Regions from separate parts of the Mus musculus genome. Here region 2 is linked to region 1. A link is a contact called in public HiChIP or PLAC-seq data. All regions are on one chromosome and are shown on one strand. Each heading gives the region's core, a stretch centred on a gene start, on an enhancer-like site or on the middle of the called end of the contact. The rest is flanking DNA. Distances are from core to core; before and after follow the strand shown.

Region 1 (5,401 bases), core at 753-3,252:
GCTTGATGCCCAGCTCCCCATTTACCTACTGTTTTGAGTTGAGTAAGCTGCTTAGCATTCTTCTTCAGAGAAATTGTCATCATATTCTGATTTTCCTTAGGCTTAAACTACTGGTGCTCTGGATATTCTGACCGTTTGATTCTTTCCTTGTGCTCTGGCTCTTTATTTTCTGAGGCCAGGTGGAACGCCCGTCTTCTCAGTCACCTTTGCCCTGCCCTGCCCAGCCAAGCAGGACGTGTAGAGCCTTCTGAGTAGTATAGTGTTGTTAGCACTTTGCTGTCTTCATGGCTTGGATGTGCACTAGCACTGCCTTGTCCTGCGTTTCAGGCAGGGAAGCATTTTACTTCCCATCTTGTGTTCATGTTCCAGGGACGGGTGATAAACATGTTAGTTAGCTTGAGTCGGTGCTTAGATTTCTGACATGAAGTGAGACAAGATAAAGTATGATATAATGAATCTCTGAGTAACTACAGGAGGACAGTTATTTTTGTAAAGTAGTTTGTACGATTGTTGTGCAAACTAAACAGATTGGCATGTTGAGAGGCAGTGCTTGGGCCAGGTCTTTAGAGATGGTGACAGGAGCCATACTGCCTCTCAGCTACTTGGCTACACCAGTACCATTTGTAGACTGATGAGTGAAGGCTGCGCCAATGTCTGTCTGGCCTGAGTGCCGGGGATCACAGGATCGTGGCTAGACCCTAGTGACGTGTTCCTCCCAGGTGAACTGTAAAAGAGGTGAAAGAGTGTCTGTGCTTTATCCCTCCCCTGCTCTCTCTGTGTGACATGCTGCCTGCTTACCATTTCTGATCTGAATCTGTAATGTTTCCAACTCTGATGTTTCAAGTCCCCTGTCTGGAGGTAGGCCGTTCATACACTTTCTTTGTTGGCCTTCATACCATGCCACGTTCCCATCATGGTTAAGAATTCTTTCCGCTTTCCAGTTATGCTGTTCCTTCTCATCAGTTCTCACAGGGTCTCTCATAACTGCCGCTGCCTTCAACACAGAGCAGCAGAGTGAGAAAAGCTCGCGTGGATCACATTTATCAGGACGTGACCTTAAGACAAGCCACTCAACACCTTTACACCTCAGATTCCTCCTCTGTGCAATAATTAAGAGTGCCTGCCTCCTTAGTGTTTCTCTGTGCCAAGCTCATAGGAAGCCCTCAAAATCAGTCATTGTAGTGAACCTCAAGGAGCTTACTAAAGAAGGTCAGCAGAACTAGCTAGGCTGTGTGCCTTGATCTTATTTTTTAATAATTCTTTGCCCTCATGGGTCAGTGTGCCTCACTTTATAGGGATGTGTAAGTTGTGCATGAGTTAAGGAAGGCCATTTCACTTAGCACGCCTGAGCTAGCAGAGGCTCAGATCAGCTCCCTCAGAAGGACAGCTGTTGGCTTTCCCACCTCCTGACCCACCTTCTTGTGGTCCCTTTCTTGTATTTATTTTTTCTTTGCTGTCTGACATGGACTTGTATCTGTTTCTTTTCTTTTCTTTTCTCTTCTTTTCTTTTCTTTGTTTCTTGCTCATAGTGGTGTTTCTTCCTCAGTAGTTGTTCAACACCAGTGGTGGCTTCTTGTGCATCACTTGTCCCACCCCTTCTTTCTAACTCCTGCAGTGGGACCTGATAGGCCAGCTTGTCCCGCTTCTGCAGCCAGATAGACATCTCTAGGTTGCTGGATCAGCCTGTCTCCCCTGGTGATTTTAGCAGTGCAGCTAGAGGAAAAAGTATAGCCCCTGGCTACCCTGGATCTCATCTTCAGCTTCAGAGTAATTGGAATCAAGCACTATACACAAGTAAATGATTTAGGAGCTATTCCTATTCACACATCTATCACTGGGGATAGGAGTCTTGTCCTTTGATTCCATGTTACGGAAAAGCAGAAATATTCGCAAGACAAGTGGGTAAGGGAAACTTGTTGTTTGTGGAGCTAGTTCTCCCTTGATACGAAGCAGATCTTTGTTTGGAATGTAGCAGTCTCTGGTGCGGTGAGTCAGGCCTTCCACTGGTTTGCATTTTTCATTAGTGTATCATTTAAGGAAATCCTGTGGTCAGGGCCTTGGAACAAGCCTGTGTTTATTCTTCTGCTAAAATAAAAAAAAAAAAAAAAAAGCAAAACACTTAATAATGTATCTGAAGATAAAGTTGTGTTTCTGGAGCTGTTTGCCTAAAATTTGGAAGGGGAACAGTTTTCAGTGCTTATTGTAAGTCTTTTCAGACTTTTTGATGTCCTTCATTCCAGTGTGGATCATAGAAAGTGGGACGTTCTTCTAGTTTAAATATTATAGATACTTGTAGAACTAGGGCTTCTGATTAACATCAGTGAGTTCCTTATTCAATAAAGGATTGATTTTTATCCTAAGTGTCTACTGAAAAGGACCACACCAACGTTTTGTTTAGTATATCTAACACCCCACATGTATTGTTTTATTTAGCAGCTCTAGAAAGAGTATAAAATACATTTTTCTTTACATGCTGAGTATTAAAAGAAAATCATGATGGTTTATAGTGCTTTGAAGTTACTCCTATTTGAATTTTTGAAAGAATACAGTTCATATGACCTTTTCTGGCTGCTAAGCATATTCATTTTACTCATCCTATAAGCATTTATTCTAGACATACAGTTATAAGAGTGTGTTAGTTACTAGGAATAGAGGTCAAGTGTCAGCAATTTCAGTTAAGATGAGATCCTGTGACTATACTCTTGGGCCCTTCAGGTCCCCCCTTATCGTTGACTTGGCGTCCTTCCATATGGGCAAACATCACCACATTAGGCTGGTTGGATTTAGGAACAGAAACTTGCTGTTAGCCCAGTCTGGCCTCACACTTACTGCACTCTTGCCTCAGGTTCTTTAAGAGCAGGAACTGCACATAAATTTCCCAGGGGCACTTGTACCTGGAGGGCTATCAGATTCCAACTTAACCACACCAAAGTCCATATGGCTCTCCCCACCCATGATCTCATCTCAACCTCTCTCACCGTTAGAGATCCCCCAGGCTCCTCCAAGCCTCCCACCATGTTCTTTCTCTAGTACTTTCCAAACTTGCCTCTGGAGCTTGTATCCTCCCAGAGGCCTGATTGGCCCATGTTTCCCAAGCACTTGGGGTTATCTCAGGATCTGCCTTCCCATTTACTGAGCTTCTGAGGAACCAAATGCCCTCATAGGCCATTGGAGCCTGGAGTCACCTTCATATCCTCCTCATAGAAACCCCCATGAGTAAGAGGCAGCTCTCTGTTTAGTCTCTGTACTAGACTGTCAAACTCTGGACTTGGGCAAGTTGTTTATATTCTCAGGGCTTGGAGTTTTGCTTTTGGTTAAATAAATATGAAAATTAGGCTATATCATCCACATGTAGGGTTCTTCTAGCTCTATAGTACTATAAAAATGAGGCTAACCTTTGGCTTTTGGAAATTGGAGTTTTTCCATTTCAACTGAATCCTGGTTAACACAGAGGATAATGAGCTTCATTGAGTACAAAGACCAGCTGGCCAAAGCTCCTTGTCTAGGAGCTGCATAGTCCGAGTAGAGTGGCTTGATGAGGTGGGGGTAGCACAGAACATACACCTGCTGGAAAATCCCCTCAGAGGGGATAAGTCAACACCACACACTGCTCTGCTTTCCTTCCTCTGCTGGATAAATTATGACTAAGAGCTTTATTTGGCTTATGCTTTAAGGTTACGGTGCATCATTCAGAGAATTCAGGGTAAGAAATCTTGACAGAACACCATTTGCAGGCTCAGGGTTGTTTGTTTGTTTGTTTGTTTTATTTTTTGAGCTTTTTGAGACAGGGTTTCTCTTGTGTAGCCCTGGCTGGCTGTCCTGGAACTCACTCTGTAGACCAGGCTAGCCTCGAACTCAGAAATCCGCCTGCCTCTGCCTCCCAAGTGCTGGGATTAAAAGTGTGCGCCACCACTGCCCGGCAGCTTATTTTCTTATACAGCCAGAGACTACCTGCCCAAGAGTGATGTCAGCCACAGTGGGCTGCCCAAGAATGGTGCTACTCATAGTATGAGTCAGTACTATCCCACAGACATGCCCACTGGTCAGTTGAAGCTTTCTTCTCAGATGACTCTAGGCAGGGTCAGGTTGGCGGTTAAAGCTAAGTAGCACATACATCTTATACTATAGGACCTTGTAATGTTGGAGAAATCTAGGAGACATTGGAAGCACCTGCTGAGCTGAGGGGAAAGAGACTTTTTTTCTAACTAGAAAATCTGTAAATGAACAATGTTTGTTTATTTTTTTCTTCCCCCATTTCATATGTGTATGAGTGTTTGTGCACCATGAGTGTAGTACAAGAAGGCCAGAAGGCAATGTTAAATCTCCTGGGGCTGGAATTGCAGCCATGTGCTGTAATATGGATTCTGGGATTCCAACCCAGGTTGTCTGAAAGGGCCAGTGCTTGTAACTTCTGCTGTCTTGCCGGCCCCTTTTCCTTGCTCTTTTGGGGGAATAAAGGGGAGATAGATAGATATTTTATCAATTATCTCTCCTTTTTTATTTTTTTAAAGAGAGAAGTTGTAAGGTATTTTAAAAGTAATCCTTATTGTAGTTAATGAATAAATGTGGTTAGTTTGAACGCCTTATTCTTTATCCTCAGGAGAACGTTCCAAAAAAGACAAATTATGGAATTCTTGCCCTATAAGTGAGAGGCATTGGACTAAGAGCTAATCCAGTATTAGACAATGCCTTCCTCAGGTGAAGACATATAAATACAAGCACTCTTCACCTCTGTGCATTCTATGAGGCATTCCGAAATGCACGCAGGTCACACGAGACTGTGGTGTAGTCAGTAGTGAGCAGGAGGACTGACGAGACAATGAGCATCGATCGGGTGGGATGTATACGACAGAACCGCATGTCTGGTTATGTGAATCTGCACGGTGTTTTAGAGCAGTCATAAGCAGCCATGAAGAAAGAACATGACTACCTAGAGCTCTGCTGCTGTTCTGCCCGACTGCCCTTGCTATGAGAAATCACAGGGGTTAGAGAGGCCCTGCACCCAAGGCAGAGGCCATGCTGTTCCAAAGACAAGAGCTGGCAAAGGTCTAAAGCGAGTTTTAAGTACCCAAGCATCCACTGCAGGATCTCCTTTCCAGAGGAGACTTTAAAGAGAACTGGAAAGGGGAACAGGTTTTAATGGGAGTGGAAAAGAAGAAATTGTTTGAAGCTTGTGGGGAGCAAGTGAAGGCTTGGGGAAAATCCCAAGGGAAATTCTCTGATCTTAAGCAAGCCCAAGGCCTGGAGGAAAACTCCAGCCTGTTTCAGTGAGTGAGTCACAGGTCAGGATCCCGAGTTACACAGACCGCTGTTTCTTTAGCCAGTTCAAGTTGTGAGTTTTGTAAATGATACTCTGGGGAGATTTTTATTTCTTCTTCGGAATTTCCTTTCCTATATTCAG
Region 2 (5,401 bases), core at 948-3,447, 290 kb before region 1:
ACTTGCTATGACTGCCCAATAACAAGATCAAGGTTAATCATGTGAAAGTTGTTTGTCTAGGAATAGTCATCATGTAGGCATCTGTCCCCTTGCTTTGTGACAAAGGCATTAATATGAACAAAGAAGAAAAGGGCATAATTTTCAATAATTCAACAATTGAATATATGCCTGCAAAAGCTTGACCTCAGTTTTGTGCATATATTAATCAAGATGAGGCAGAGGACTGCAAGTGAGAGCTAAGATAGACAGCTTCTTGAAGGAAACACAGTAAAAGTCCTTCTTAAACTTTAAGTAGGCAAAGCTGACTGCAAAGTGACAAAATCCTGAGTTATATTTTGGTGGATGGGATTATCAAAATTAAAATCCATTTATCCAAAGACATTATCAAAGAAAAGACTAAATTGCAACCCATTAATTATTTTAAAATATCTGGGATACATTGTTCTGGAAACAAAAAGACGTGTATCTAGAAAATAAAAACTACTCCAGTTGTGAGAGTAACTGACAAAAGTCATAATTTTATTAAAAGGATATTTATATGGCTGGCCAAAAAGCACATGCATAGAACTCTAACTTGATTGACAGTCAGAGAAAGAAAATGCCAGTGAGTCAACTGGCAAAAGCACTAAACTGTTTCAGTGATAATGTGGCTTGCATTTCTGAGGGACTATAAATTGGGATAGCCACTTGGGGGTAATGTTGGGCAATGTCTAATAAAGTTTAACATACACTCACTCAGCAATTGCTATGTTGCTATGCCCAGTAATTCTACTTCCTAAATATAGCATATGTATATGTGTGTGTGGATAGATAGATAGATAGATAGATAGATAGATAGATAGATAGATAGATAGATAGATAGAGCTCATTAATTTTTTTAACAAGGTGAAATGAACCATAATGTTTAGGATAAAAGAGGAGAATGAAAGACCATGCCACTATGCTGTATTTTTTAAAGAATCAACAGGTAACACAATTGCTGGATGCAACAACTAGCATCCTAATTTGTAAACTATTCTGAGTTATAAATCCTCTGGTAGCAGATCCCGATGAATCTGCCACTTGAACCAGAAGCCTCCCCTACCTACACTGTGTCCTCCATAATTTCTCCAATCCAAAAGGGAGTATCTTTCTCCTGCCTCCCCTCTTCCTCTCTCTGACCCAGAAGTCCCGCCTACTCCTTGCCCAGTGATTGGTCCCTAAAATCTTTGTTCATTAGGGGAAGGTTCTGCTACATCTCACCTTTCTGTATTAAAAAAACAAACAAACAAAAATAAAACCCCAAAAAACTTTTCTCTCAAATATAAACTGAGTATATCTATTACCATTCTGTAATTTATAAAGTATACGATACACCTAACATCTAGTCCATTATTTTGGTCAATTAAATGGAACACTCTGTTAGCTAGCATAACTTTTAAAAAAAGGCTTATATTTCCATATCTATTATATCCTGGTTTAGCTTGTATATGATCTGAAAACTATCCTCTTAAATACATTCTTTCAATGCTAATAGGCCTGGGTTGGCTATGAAACTATAACTAGTCTTTCAACTCAGTCAGAAATCTGAGAATGACCAATATTATCTGGAAATATAGGAAGCCCAGCACAGCTTCCAGAACTGAGACTATTGTAGAGACAGCTGCCTACCTATACAGCTCCTGTATGTCAGGAAGTTGGAGCATCAGTCTTCAGCCTTCTGGCCCAGGGTCATCTGACAGACCTTTGTAACACAGAATAGTGAAGAACTAATTACATTGTCTTGGCAGAGATTATAAGTCAACTCTTCTGCATAGTGGGTCCTCTTTCTGGACAGTATTTTGTCTGGAGATAAAAATAGGTAATTTTTGCCCAGTGGCTACACATTCACAATGTAGTATCCTACCTGGAGGTAGAGATGGTCAATTTCTTCTTAGAATCCACAAAAGGGGAGCTGCTAGGAACAGATATGTCTCAACAACAAAATAATAAATAGCATTAACTGTCTGCACTGGTCCCCAGACTAAATTTCTATCTCATAGGCTAAGAATCTTAAATTTCTAGTGGATTCTAGCACCTCACCTTGAGTGCCACCTGTTGAGTGAAATATTTAGAAAGCAATCCATGCCCCTGCTGGCAGGGCACTGGTGGACAGGCCAACTGTTCTCAGCCTGGCAGACTCTCTGACTCAGACTTCCAAAAGCTCTCCACCCAGCTTGCTAAGTTCCCAGGGTGGGCCACTACCATGCACTCCTCACACTTCCAAATTCCTGTGGCTGGCTAGGGTGCCCTGTCAGTGTACTTTTCTCTGGAACCCAGCTGAGCCACTGTGTGAATAAAAACACTGCACAATCTTAGTTTAGAATCAACAGATTACACAACCACTAAGCACAGTAACTAGCATCCTAATTTGTAAACTATTCTAAGTTATAAACCCTCCAGTAGTGGGTCCTGGCAGATCTGAAACCTGAAATGGGGAGGGGGGCTCCCCTACCTACATTGTGTCCTCCATCATCCCTCCTGTCCAAAATGGCAAGCTCTATTATTTTTAACTCATAAACTAAAGCTTGCCATAGTATATAAGAAAAAATATAGACATATAGAGGGCTGAGGATATAGCTCTGTTAGTAGAGTGCTCTGGGTTCTATCCTCAGCACCAAATAAACTGGGTGTTTTGCCCACCTCTAAGGATCAGTTCAAGGTCATTCTCTACTTAGAGAGTTAGAGGCTAGACTGGGATACATCAGACTCTGACTCAAGATTACTTAATTAGTCATTTAATATGTGGAGACCTTACCCTGAAAATGAACTCTAGGTAAAAAGTAGAGTCTATATAAATCAATAAGATGATTATCAATAGCAGTGCAAAAGAAAACTAAAGATCACCAAAAAATGTGCATTGCACACGCACATTTAAATGAAGTGGATAAAGATGCAAGATTCAGTGGGAGAAGCCCCTCCCCCCTCAAAACGAGATGGAGACAGGGGGTGATTTGAACAGAAAATACATCAGAGTAACAGAAGTGTTTCATGTGTTTCATATGTGGTATAGGTTGTGGTCACATGAGACTACATACCACCAATTGCCAGCTTAAAAGAAACTGCACTTCAATAAACATAGGGGGAAATGGAGCTAATGGTACAGGGAAGTGTTTGTGATGTGTAATGGCATTCTTTATAGAAGTAGCTGCATAGTAGTACAATATGATTGCAGTTTGGTCAATCACCTAATGAAGGACCATAATCTGAAGCAGGAAGTGTGCTCCTTCTGCTTCTTGCAGATATATAGTTCCGCTCCTTGTTTCCTGGGGGATCTTGGGTAACTCAATAGGAAACGGAACATATTTTCAGCATAAAATATCTCAAGACAGTAAGGTGAGAGGGAGCTCCTATAAGTGTGTATTTCCCGTCTTATCCCTCCTTGCCTCTCTCCTTCTCTCCCTTCAGTTATATATAGTTTGCCTCTTTTTGTAGCTCTTCCACCTTAAAACCATAAAAGGTGGAGAAAAAAAAACCTCCTCAAGTAAAAAGGAGAGAAAAAATGACAGCAGAAAGAGAAGACAGGAGAGGGGGAGGTAATAAGTCAGAAGATGGAAACGGCACCATTAAATGCAGTCATGGCTGGTCCCAAGTTAGACTGTGTACAAACTGAAAAATTAACTCAAAAGTGTAATCCGTGCCTTACCATTTGGAGGCAGTCCTTTCTAATCAGGTGTTACTCGATTTTTCTTTCTAGTAAGCAGTTGTTCCCAAGGGATTACAACAAAGAAAAACAAAGGCATGGAGGAAGTGTATGGACATCCCCCCCACCCCATGCTACATCCCCCACTCCTTTCAAACCTGAGCACCCTCCAAGGAAGATTCTAGAATCAGGGTCTGTCAGCAGTGACCCTGCTTGCTCCTGCTCATTTCTCCTTGACTGCTTTTCAGAGAAACCCCTGGGTGGTCTAGCACCCACCACCCATCATTGAAAGGAACTGCTCCACACATTCCAGACACCTCCCCAACAGGGTTACAGACCACCCCAAAACCAAAGTCAGAAAGAGTTGGGATTCTAGTCTCATTGATCCAAATTAACACTGACAGATCATCTCTCTCTTATTACAAAGTCCAAGCACAGAGGTTGGTTTACAAAGGATTTTGTATCTTCTGCTCGCCCCAGACCTCTAGGTTCAAATTCTTTAATAGTTCCATTTAATTCCAACTTCAGCTGCCACTGCTGCCAAGAGGTTTCTGTCTAATTCTGGCCATATCGACTTTCCCCTTGTCTGCCTGCCTAAAGCAATTATAAAGAAATGCATGAGTCTGAGTATCCAATCAGAAAGCACTATAGTGTTCTCCATCTCAGTCCTTCTCTAACCCCACTACGGCATCACCAGAAATGTGCATACACTCATTCACTTGTCTGCAAGCGGCCCTGAATACCAGGCAGTGCAATCTCATTTACCAAGCACAAAATTTTTTACTTGCCCAAGACTATACCACTCCAGGGCTGGCATTTAAGACCAGTGCCCCTTCAGGCTACCCATCATTTGTCATGGCACTTATGTCAGTATCCCGACACTGTTGACTTCTGTGCCTGTCAACTTCTAGAGGAAAAGGACTGAATTATATTTACTTTGTAAGTGTTCGACTTCCTGATACAGAATGGGCACTTGTCAGCTGTAAATAATCTGACCTGAATTCAGTAATTGTCCACATGCAGCAGTTCTTTGTTATCCCTGGGGGATACCATCCCTGAGTGGCCAGATCCACATGCTGCAAGACAGCTGATTCTCAAGCTCATTCTAGTGTTTATAATTTTATCAACAGCCCTAAGAGAGTTTGAGCTCTGGCATTTTTCACTTGTGCACACCAGTCACCTGGGATCTTGATAAAATGCAGATCTGGGTAAGATGGTAGAGTTCTAGTTGCCTCCGTGTGACACGGTAAAGATTCTGAATCAGAAAAGTAGACATGTTGAAGACTCAGAAAGAGAAGACCTTTCAGAAATCCACCAAGAGTGTGCTAGAACAGATGCAGAGTGTTGGACACAAGATAACGAAATCAACAGGAGGTGGCCCAGGCTGAACTGAGCTCCAACAACTCAGCTCCTGGCTTTCGGAAGAAAAGCAAAAACCCCATTCCAGGCCCTGATGGAAACAGATTAGCAGTCCTTCCCTTGGGGAAAACCCACAACCCTCTCAAGCTTCAAATTCCTTACAGGCTTTAGTGGGACAGTGATTCCTCTAACAGACAGGTCACCACAAGGGCACAAAAATTCCATTTTGTCACTCAGTACAACTTGGTAGCTGTGCACTATCTTCAACCCTGCTGTGTAAAAATACACTACCCAGAGCACTTGAGGACAGGAACAATCATAAATCAGGAAGCTTGAGTCTAACTTGCCATAGCACCAAGAGGGACTCCTTGGAGGCAGTCA

The links. HiChIP or PLAC-seq counts read pairs in DNA pulled down with a chosen protein or histone mark.
Region 2: a FOXA1 HiChIP or PLAC-seq map of pancreatic cancer cells shows a contact between it and region 1. The contact joins two enhancer-like sites. A contact is called at or near these places in 3 of 484 Hi-C or Micro-C datasets (the C2C12 cell line, the HL-1 cell line and muscle stem cells) and 2 of 115 datasets of contacts at active chromatin or transcription factors (pancreatic cancer cells and vascular smooth muscle cells).

The regions. Positions count from the first base shown.
Region 1 is chr15:64,220,187-64,225,587 of GRCm38.p6, reverse strand. All of the region lies in intron 3 of Asap1 (ArfGAP with SH3 domain, ankyrin repeat and PH domain1), which reads left to right. Among named protein-coding and RNA genes, the nearest start is that of 1700010G06Rik, 91 kb to the left of the region's middle. Within about 2 kb of position 2,002, at least 85 of the 459 cell types and tissues checked have an H3K27ac peak or open chromatin away from gene starts, as enhancers often do. A contact at or near this core is called in pancreatic cancer cells, where this site is marked.
Region 2 is chr15:64,510,662-64,516,062 of GRCm38.p6, reverse strand. No RefSeq gene overlaps it. Among named protein-coding and RNA genes, the nearest start is that of Gm46509, 9.8 kb to the right of the region's middle. Within about 2 kb of position 2,197, at least 8 of the 459 cell types and tissues checked have an H3K27ac peak or open chromatin away from gene starts, as enhancers often do. A contact at or near this core is called in pancreatic cancer cells, where this site is marked.